Linked DNA regions of Anas platyrhynchos: region 2 is linked to region 1. The links are chromatin contacts, called in public Hi-C maps. All regions are on one chromosome and are shown on one strand. The core of a region is the stretch at or near the end of the contact, and the rest is flanking DNA. Distances in the headings are between cores, read along the strand shown. Region 1 overlaps CLDN10 (claudin 10). Region 2 overlaps ABCC4 (ATP binding cassette subfamily C member 4 (PEL blood group)).

Region 1 (4,793 bases), core at 1,480-3,979:
AGAGCAGCAGGAGGCTGCATACGGCCTTCACCCACGGCAGCGTGGTTGGAGATGGTGACGATCAGTGCCGGGGTACGGCAGAAAGCAAAAGGGTCGTGCTTCTCCACATGTGCTTGTGCTTCCCTGTGCCTCTCAGTCACTTTCCTGACTGTGATACAAGAGAGGACTCACCTCTAAAAGGGCGATGGCCGTTTGGGTCTCCGCATTAGGATCTTCTGCACTGCCACAGCCGTGCTTTGGCCTTGGCTTCACGATTTTGGAGCCCAGTTTTGCCGTGGCGCCCAGGTACTCCCCACAGCTCTGTCATGCTTTTTGACAGCACCTCAGGCTTTTCATTGCCCCCTGTCCTTTCTTACCTTGATAGCAAGCCACAGAGGAAGCCCAGACCACCACAGACCATACCCATATCCCAGCCTGTGGTTCCTCTAACTCACTTCTAGGGGTGAAGCTCTCTTACCCTGTCTGGTGCTGGTGACCCCCCTGAGGGGCTGTGCTCGGTATGCTCAGGGAGACAAACAGCAGGAGACACAGATGGTCAGAAACAGCGTCCTTCCTCACAGACAGAGGCTACCACCCCTGGGTGAACTCAAACCTGTGGCGTGGTGGGCTGTGAGGGGGCCGGCTGCGTGTGGTGGGGAGTCCTTCCCCTCAGCACGCAGGGAGCCGGGCGCTGTCACGCCTTGCAGCACAGGAACACGCGGAAACATTTCCAGCCAAGGTACTTAACACAAGCCTGTTTGCCAAGCAGCTTCGCTACCTTCTTTGGTTCAGAGAAATGTTTTCACTCAAAGCAGAAAACAAGTGGGGGTGTTTCCCCCCCCCTCACCCTTCCTGTCTGCAGAAGCAGACATCTCTGGTCTGTAGTTCCTTATAAACAAAAGAAGGAGCTTTTGTGGAGCCTGTTGATAAGAGAGACACCACACCATCACACGTCCCACAGGTTTTTATTATTATTTTTATGTTTGCAGTAATATGCAAATGTTTGATCACTTTCTCAGGTCACTCGCTAGCTGCGGTGCAGCGTGGTGCTTGCTGAGGTTACTGGGGAGGCTTAGGGGAAGTCCCAGGGCAGATGAAGGCACAGCCGGGTTTTCTCAGCCATCTGCTAGGATTTGCAATCAACCAGCAAGATCTGAGTGTGCAAGTACATCTCCAGACTCGCCCCACTCCTCATTCTTGGGAACAATTTGCAAGGAGATAAAACACTTGCAGCCGAGGGAAGCCAGCCCAGTGTGGAACTGCTGGGCCAGAGGGCAGGGAGGGAGCTCTTGACAAAGCAAAGAGACCACAGCCACCCAAAATACATCAGCTTAATGGAAGCAGATCATTAGGAGGCACTGGAAACAAAAAAGGTCAGTAGCTTTGTCTGAAGAAAGAGCAGAGCCCCAGTCACGGCTGCTGCAGGGTGTCTAGCCACCACGAGCAAGCCCTTTATAGGCACCCCCAAAGTAGCACCAACATGGGCCCCAGTGTGCTTAGGGTCCCTGACGCTGTGGGTGCAGGATTTCAGCTCAGTGGGTGTGATGATACACCTGAGATAGGAAGTCCTGCACTGCATGACCATTTCCAGGACATTCACCCCCTCCAGGCTGGTGCCAGAGGAGCTGTCTAAGCACAGCAGAGGAGTTGGCCTGGGCTCAGGGCAGAGATCATGTCTGGAGGAAGGCTGGAGGCAGAAGTCTTAGCAAGGACATGTACTCAGATCACCGCTCCTCCTTCCCCACTGCTCTTAGCTGGTAACATGCAGACAAGCTACTGGAAAGCAAAAAGCGAGCCTGTGAGGTGCAAAGGCTCTGCCCTGAGCTGCTGGTGACATTTTTGCCCCCACCGTCAATATGGGAGAGATTGGGCCAAGCTCTCTGCAATCTCAGCAAAAGCTAACCACTTGACCAGAAGAAATTAGATCGTTTCCAAAAACTTGTAGATTTCAACCCAAAGAATGTTGAAGAGGGAGAAGAACTAGAAAATAAAAGTCTTTTAGCACTTGGTTATTGCTTTAAAAGAAGAAGGAATGACAAGGAAAAGTCTGTTTCCAAACACTCATTTCTATTATACATGAGTCATGCGAAGTGATTTTTAGAGCCAGAGATTTTCTCACTGGCATTGCTCATTTTTCTCAGTAAGTGAAAGAAATAGCATTATTTTAAGGTCTGAAGTTCACTGGGTTACATCTGCTTTCACTCAGTTCTACCAATAGCAATATTTTCTAAATGGACCTGTTTCTTTTTTTTTCTTCTTCTCTCAACATCTTTGCAGTCTTACTGTCTCCTTCATGCCACTAGCAAAGACAGGCTCGTAAATCAGTTCAGCCTTATGTCTGACCCAGCGCAGTTGCTCAAATAACGTTTGTATAATCTAACCCTTTCTCTACCTCAAATTATGAACCTTCTTCTCTCTAAACAACTTAATGGAAACTCAGCACTAAAAACAATCCCACCTGCTTCTGGCTAGCTCTTGGTTCTGTGTAGCTGGACCAACAGGGATTACTCCAATATCCAGGGGCATCTCAGTTAGGAGTCAGGCAAAGCATGTCATATAGATAGTACGCTGTTGCAAAATTAAATTAAAATAAAATAAAACAAATCAAAATGCAAGAGCCTGCCTGTGTCTACAATGTGAGAGTGTTTCTGCTCCCAGGCAGGAGCCTCTGCTGCAGTACTGTGTCCAGTTTGGGTACTACACTTAAAGCACGCTGCAGAGCACTTGGAAATAACACAGATAAGAGCAACCAGAATCGCTAAGGTTTACAAAACATGACCTATGAAGAAAGACTGGAAGAGTTAAGATTGTTTACTCTAAAGAAGATTAAACCGAGTGTAGGCACGAAAATAACCTTCAAATACGTAAAAAGTGGCTGCAAACAGGATGAAAAGAATCAGTTCCCCTTATCCAGTGGCAATGCCACAGGAAGTGGTGGGCCTGAGTTGCTATGAAGATGATGATCAATTTCAGCATTGTACCCTAAAACCAACTGTCCCTTTTCATCTGTCTACAAGCAGACTAGATCTAACCCTTAGCTTAATTTTGTTACCCTGTGGTTACCTGAACCAGTTCAACCTTGTACCCTGTGGTCTGTTTAAGTCACCAGAAGTGCAATGTCCTTTCCTCTTCCCTCTCTGACTCCCATTTGCAGCCTGCTTAGCTGGAAAGCTTTAGTTCAGAAAAGATGATTTATCAGTTATCTAAGGTCCACTTGTTGGTAGCCCTTGGTCTACAGAGGTCTTTCGGTGGACTTCTGGTCTGCAAAGGTTGGTTAATAATATTAAATCCTCCTGCACTTTCTTTATGTACACTTCCTACTTTTTGTCTGAATTCAGGGTAGGCTTTTTCCCCTGTGCTTGTAGAGCACATAGTTCTGTGTAACATACTTGTTCCTTTGACTTGGCCTAGATATTGCTGAGTAATCTGCAGCCCTGAGCAAAGGCAGCACACTCACATTTATCCTATGTCATTTCTCTGTGCTATTTTCATTGCCAAAAAATATTCTTCTAATGTATCTGAAGCAGCCTGAACTGGAGGAGACAGGGAGGCAATACAGGCCAAAACGCTTGAAGTACTCAAGCTGTACGTATCTTCCTTGTATCAAATATAAACAGCATGTAGATTAGGATCTGAACAAAAACATCCAGCTAATGGCCAGCTCTCGGAAGAGTCAAACAAGGCTGGCAGGGAGAGGCAATGCTTCAAATAAGCTTAATGTCCTCTATAACAGCTGAGATTTGCCATGAGATTACTATCTTGTGTACAGAACAAAGATTCACTCATAAATAATCTTGAATGGTGTAGGTCCCATATTTCTCCCTTTTCCCTGTCGAGGAAATATTCTCCTGCTTCTTCAGGCACTTGAATTCGACTGATTCCCACCCTGACTCAGCAGATACCTGCTGGTGAATCCTACCCTACCTCAGATCCGGTGGATGTAATTCGTGCCCACACCTTTCAGTCCAAACAAAAGTGCAATTTCCTCCTTTCCTGCTGCAATACCTTTTGCACATTTCACATCCCTCCCTTGTCGCAGGCAGACTGCTCGAAGGAAGCAAGACTTCGCCCCGAGCTGCTGCAGGGGTACAGTAGTGCAGCCCTTAAAATGCCCCCTCAAATTGAGGACCCCCTTTCCATCCCTCAGTATTCGGTCTTCACTGAGTAGACCTTTAACTGAGCAGGACCCAAACTATCCTTGATGTGCAAAGTGTGTGTCACTGTCTCTTTTTCCACACAGCTAGGATGCGAAATCCACGTTCTTCTCTAGCCATCTTGTGGTGATGGGCATGAGTATGGAAAACAAGCCTCTGACAGGCATTTGCTGGCAGCCTGGGTCTCCCTCATGCCAGAGAACAGCAGCTATTTCAGAAACTAAGCCTGCCACCTATTCTTCGGAATGGCCTTACATAAAACATGCTGTGTGCGCGCATGTGCATACTCAAACTCAAGCTGTCTCCCAGGCTCTCACAGCTTGTTTTCATCACGCAGAAATAACGCCATCCTTCTTGAAAGAATGATACCAGGACAGTGGAGGAGTAGTTACCGTGGGCCAAAAGGTTAATCAAGGCTGGTGAAGTTGTTTAAAGCCATATAGTTGGCAGGCCACTCAGGGGAATCAATGGACATTTTCATAAAGCATTTAATAGGAATGCACTGAGACAATATAAACCCTGTCCAAAGGAGCCCTTTGTTGAAGTGTTGGCAGCATATCTCGGGCTGGAGTCAAATAAATTAGTCATCAGATAAATCAGTCATGCCAGCTGTGAAAGTGATACCAAAATAAACAGAATGTTTTAGTCAAATCCGTGAAA
Region 2 (4,925 bases), core at 1,849-4,348, 72 kb before region 1:
CTAGTCTAAACGTACCCTCCTTTACCTTAAAGCCATTATTCCAGTCCTATCACTACGCTCCCTGACAAAGAGTCCCCCTCCAGCTTACTTAAAGGTTCCCTTTAGGTACTGGAAGGCCTCTATAAAGTCTCCCCAGAGCCTTCTCCAGGCTGAACAACCCCAACTCCCTCAGCCTGTCTTCATAGGAGAGGTGCTCCAGCCCTCTGAGCATCCTCATGGCCCTCCTCTGGACTCGCTCTAATATGTCCCATGTCCTTCTTATGCTGGGGACCCCAGAACTGAATGCAGCGCTCCAGGTGGGGTCTCACAAGAGCAGAGGGGCACAATCCCCTCCCTCTACCTGCTGGCCATGCTGCTTTTCATTCAGCCCAAGACTTGGTTGGCCTTCTGGGCTGCCAGCACACATTGCCAGCTCACACTGAGCTTCTCATCAACCAACACCCTCAAGTCCTTCTCCTGAGGGCTGCTCTCAATCCACTCATCACCCAGCCTGTATACATTTTTGGGATTGCCTCAGCCCAGGTGCAGGACCTTGCACTTGGCCTTGTTGAACCTCAGGAGGCTCACACAGGCCCACCTCTCAAGCCTGTCCAGGTCCCTCTGGATGGCATCCCTTCCCTCCAGCTTACTGACCGCGCCACTCAGCTTGGTGTCACCGGCAAACCCGCTGAGGGCACACTCAATCCCTCTGCCCAGCTCACCAACAAAGATGTTGAACAGCACCAGGCCTCAGTACTGACTTCTGAGGAAGACCACTTGTCACTAGTCTCCACCTGGACATCCAGCCATTGATCACAGCTCTTTGAGTGTGACCATCCAGAAAATTCCTTATCCACTGAGTGGTCCATTCTTCTAATCCATGTCTCTCCAACTTAGAAACAAGGATGTCACGTGGGACAGTTTCAAATCCTTTGCACAAGTCCAGGTAGATAGATGACATCAGTTGCTCGTTTATCAGTGATGTACCTATCACTGCAGCCAAGGCTGCCCTTGAGCTCCACATTCCCCACCTGTCCCTTCTTGTTGGCTAGGATGATGACCAGCATAGCACCTGCTTTCATTTGCTCCTCAACCATGTGGAGAAAGAAGTTAACACTGACACGCTCCAGGAACTTTCTGGTTTGCTTATGCCCTGTTGTGTTGTCCCTCCAACAGATATCAGGGTGGTTGAAGTCCTCCTCTATGAGGACCAGAGCTTATGAGAACATGAGGCTGCTCCTATCAGTCTGTAGAGGATCTCACTTGTTCAGTCTTCCTGGTGAGTGTCCTGTAGCAGACCCCCACTCTAACATCACCCGTCCCAGCCCTCCCTTTAATCCTGACACACAAATCCTGCCAGCTCCTCATCTACCCCCAGGTGGAGCTCCATGCAGCTGGTCATTGACAGACGGTGGCACCCCCTCCTCATCCCCTTTATTTCTTATGAAAAGGAAGGATCCTCATGTCTTTAATAGCTACTGTAAACCTCATAGCTAAGGGTCTGGTGCAGCTCCCCCTCACTAAAGCAAAAATCCCTTGTAACAGGGTTTGCCCTTACATGCATCTGAGGCTGCCCTAAGCGTGACTGACACTAAAATGCAAACAGCAAAATACTAGCATTAAAAAAAAAAAAAAAAAAAAGCGCTGGATATTGCTAGTATTTCTATTAAACAACCACATTAAAGCCCAGCCCTAAAATTCAGAAGAAGGGCACAATGGCCCCTCCAAGCTACTGACAGGCTGCTTAAAGTCTCCAGCCACCCTCTGACATGCGGGAGGCTGAGAAGGCTGTCACCTGTCCCTGCAAGGAAGCTGCCCGGTGACCCAGCTCTGGGACTGCCCAAAGGGGAAACTTGCAACTAGCTGCTCCAAATGATCTGGGAGAGACGTAGGTGCGGTATCCATCCCACCTGTGACAGCTGGACTGACACACACGTGCCTCCTCAGGCCAGGAGAAATGCTCGGTGAAGCAGGAGGGTCCTCAGAGCCCAGTGGCACACATCCCGTCACAGCTGCCAGCTCTCTGTATGAAATCAGAGTCACGCAGCAAGAACCCAAACCTGTGTGTGCTGTGCCACCCCGCACACCTACTGTTGTTGCTGCTGTTATCCCCACGAGGTGGCAGCAACAGGGATCTTTTCTTTTTTCTCCACACCATCAGCATTTTGCCATGAATGTGCTTTCTCAGCCTAGAGTGCACGCACAGGCACGGTTCAGGTACTGAACTGGAGGTAAGGTCAGAATTCCACTAGCTGGTGGCAGCCAACGCATTTTTTAATGCAAGGTTTGTAGGATGAGGAATTATCTTTTAATAAATAGATCTGAAAAATCGATTTTACTTAGAAGAAAGTACTTAGAAAAGTAAATAAGCTGTTCCACACACCCCTCCACAGCCCCTCTTCAGACCTCTTGATGTTGTTTCTGTATTCACAAGAGAGCAATGGGACTTCCACCCATGCCAAGGTTTTCAAAACAAAATACTGTAAGATCCTACGAATAATGTTAGAAAAACATCAAAATAGAAGTTTTTAAATTACCAAGTTATTATATATTAAAGCAGTACTCTAAGATGTCACAGACCCTACAGAGAAGCAGTAATGCAAGCAAAAAGCACAGCCATGAGGGCATGGTATTTCTGCAAAATAGCACTCCATAATTAAAGGCAGTTTGTTCTATTTTTAGGCAGCGAGGCACTAAAATTAGAGCCCAGACTGATGTTACAGCTAAGTTCACCTGACAGCTAATTGTCACCAAATGTCCCAGCTCCCCTGCGCCCTGTCAGCTACACGTCTGTCACCTCCCTTCTGCTGCTGCTTCTCCTGGCCTGACCTTGCAGATGTGTTGTTGTTCACGGGACTCGGCTGTCAGAAAACAAATCAGACAAAAAGGGTTTCATTGCTTTATCCCTGTGAAGAGCCTCACCATGGGGTCACACATCATCGCCAACACAAGGCAGGGAACAGGGGCACAGAGCGGGAGGACAGAAAGATACGGGACTGATCCCTTCAGCAGCAGCAACTCCTTCAGTGAGCCTGGGCAGACCTCACACCCTGCGGCCAAATGAAAGAAGTAATTCATCCCATCTAAGGGCTTCAGAGCTGATCTATTACACAGAAGTACTACACTGCTTAAGCTCTTCATTTGAGCAACTAAAATTACAAGGGATACATTTGGCCTCTGTTCAAATTCCTGAATTTTCAAGTTTTTCAGCTGAGCACACAGACTGTTCTGTAAACTAAAGGCACGTCAGGAAAAACCCCGTATTGAAGAGTCCCCAGTTCCATGCTGCTATCAGACCAGCCTGTGGAACTCAGATAAGACTTGCCTCGGTAAAACAAGAGTGTGACCGTGAATTAATTGGTTTTATTTATCTTTTGATAAACTGTAATACACCATGTTAAGTTGTTTTCCTAAAACTCTATCTAATAATCCCTTTTTTACTTCCAGTGATTTTGGATTTGTGGGTTGTTGTGGATTTTTTTGTTTTGTTTTGTTTTTAAGTACCTATTTGGACTCATAATCTTTAAAAATAAAATAAAAATATAATCCAATCTTTTGGATGTTGCTATACAGAGAGCCAAAGAGTCATGAGAAACCCAGATACAGTAGCAGCAGGCTGAATTGGTTACTTGACAAAGTATAGCATATTTTTATTATTCCTTTCATAACTTGCCTCTCACAGAACTCTCCCATCTTTTCAGTCAGCAACTCCATAAAATTATTTTGCCTTATTGTAGAAGCGTGTAAGAGAAATGTTCTGAACTGCTGGTATAGTTCCGGGAGAACTATTCTTCTGCTATGCACATTTCACTTAAATATCAAAATGAAAATTACATTAAGTTTTCTTTTCTTTTTTTAAACCAAAAGGAATCTAGTTAATTCCGGTCATGCTATTCAACTTCTCCTAATATAAATAACTCCTGAAAAACCCAAAGGTGTTCTACGGACATATTATGCAACCATTTCCTATAGATTGTTAGCAGTGGTATAATATTGGTTTGGGGAGAAAACAAAGGCTGAGAAATACATTCCACCCTGCACCAGACTGCATTCACTATTAAATATTCCACGTCACTTAATTAAAAAGTTTGGTCAATGTCTCTGAAAGAATTCATGTCACAGAGAAGCTCTGAGAAAGTAAAGCATAATAACGTAGCAATTTAGTTTTATAGCTGAGTAGTATTGTAAGGTGGATCCTCTCATATATTTTCACACTTTATCTTCCTTGGGACACAGCACATGTGAGGGGAGGAGGGTGTATAAGGGGAGATCCGTGAGATGTCTTATTTGCATTACATTTATATGCAAAACTCATTTTTAGAGCTTCCAGCATTTCTGATGGAGACTGAAGCTTCCCTTGTGCAAGGACACTGGCAGCTCATAATAACTCCAGCAACTCACCACAAATTGCTGCTTCTCGTAACAACTGTATTTTTAAAAAACAGAATCAACACTTGCCTCTCTTGGAGAAAAGGATACATAACAGATGTATCACCTCCGTATTGTCCCTTTTCTAGTCATTTTGGTGGCTTTGGCATATTTTAAGAACGAGCAATTTGCAGCTGAACAACCTCAATTAAAACACACAGAGTAACAAGTTCTTGGAGATTCGTCCCTAAAGCTTTCAAATCTGTTACATGAAGTATAATATTGTACTGCTCCTACACTAACGAACCAGTCAGCGTTCAGTTCACAAGAAAAAAACAACAAAAAACATCATACACTAAGGCCTGCTGTACTGTGCTGTCTGTCCTTAATTCCAATGTAAACATCTAAGCTGCAGTATGATGCTGTTAAATGAGATATTTTCCCATAGAAACGTACAGATTTTCATTTAGTATAAAATTCAAGAGCAGCTACTTCTAAGATGCACTTGATAGTGTTTTAAATCTATTCAACAGAGGTAGTTTAACATACTAAAAGGTTTCTCCTGCACCAATACAAAG

What was found. Hi-C and Micro-C count contacts between places; a contact is called where the count stands out from the background.
Region 2: a contact with region 1 is called in a Hi-C map of F5 follicle, with 2.5 times the contacts expected there. The contact joins two enhancer-like sites. A contact is called at or near these places in 5 of 8 Hi-C or Micro-C datasets (F5 follicle, skeletal muscle, small yellow follicle and 1 more).

What each region holds. Positions count from the first base shown.
Region 1 is chr1:153,785,312-153,790,104 of IASCAAS_PekinDuck_T2T, reverse strand. The region is part of intron 1 of CLDN10 (claudin 10); the gene reads left to right. Among named protein-coding and RNA genes, the nearest start is that of CLDN10, 12 kb to the left of the region's middle. Within about 2 kb of position 2,729, at least 3 of the 8 cell types and tissues checked have an H3K27ac peak or open chromatin away from gene starts, as enhancers often do. A contact at or near this core is called in F5 follicle, where this site is marked.
Region 2 is chr1:153,857,829-153,862,753 of IASCAAS_PekinDuck_T2T, reverse strand. The region is part of intron 9 of ABCC4 (ATP binding cassette subfamily C member 4 (PEL blood group)); the gene reads right to left. Among named protein-coding and RNA genes, the nearest start is that of ABCC4, 30 kb to the right of the region's middle. Within about 2 kb of position 3,098, at least 2 of the 8 cell types and tissues checked have an H3K27ac peak or open chromatin away from gene starts, as enhancers often do. A contact at or near this core is called in F5 follicle, where this site is marked.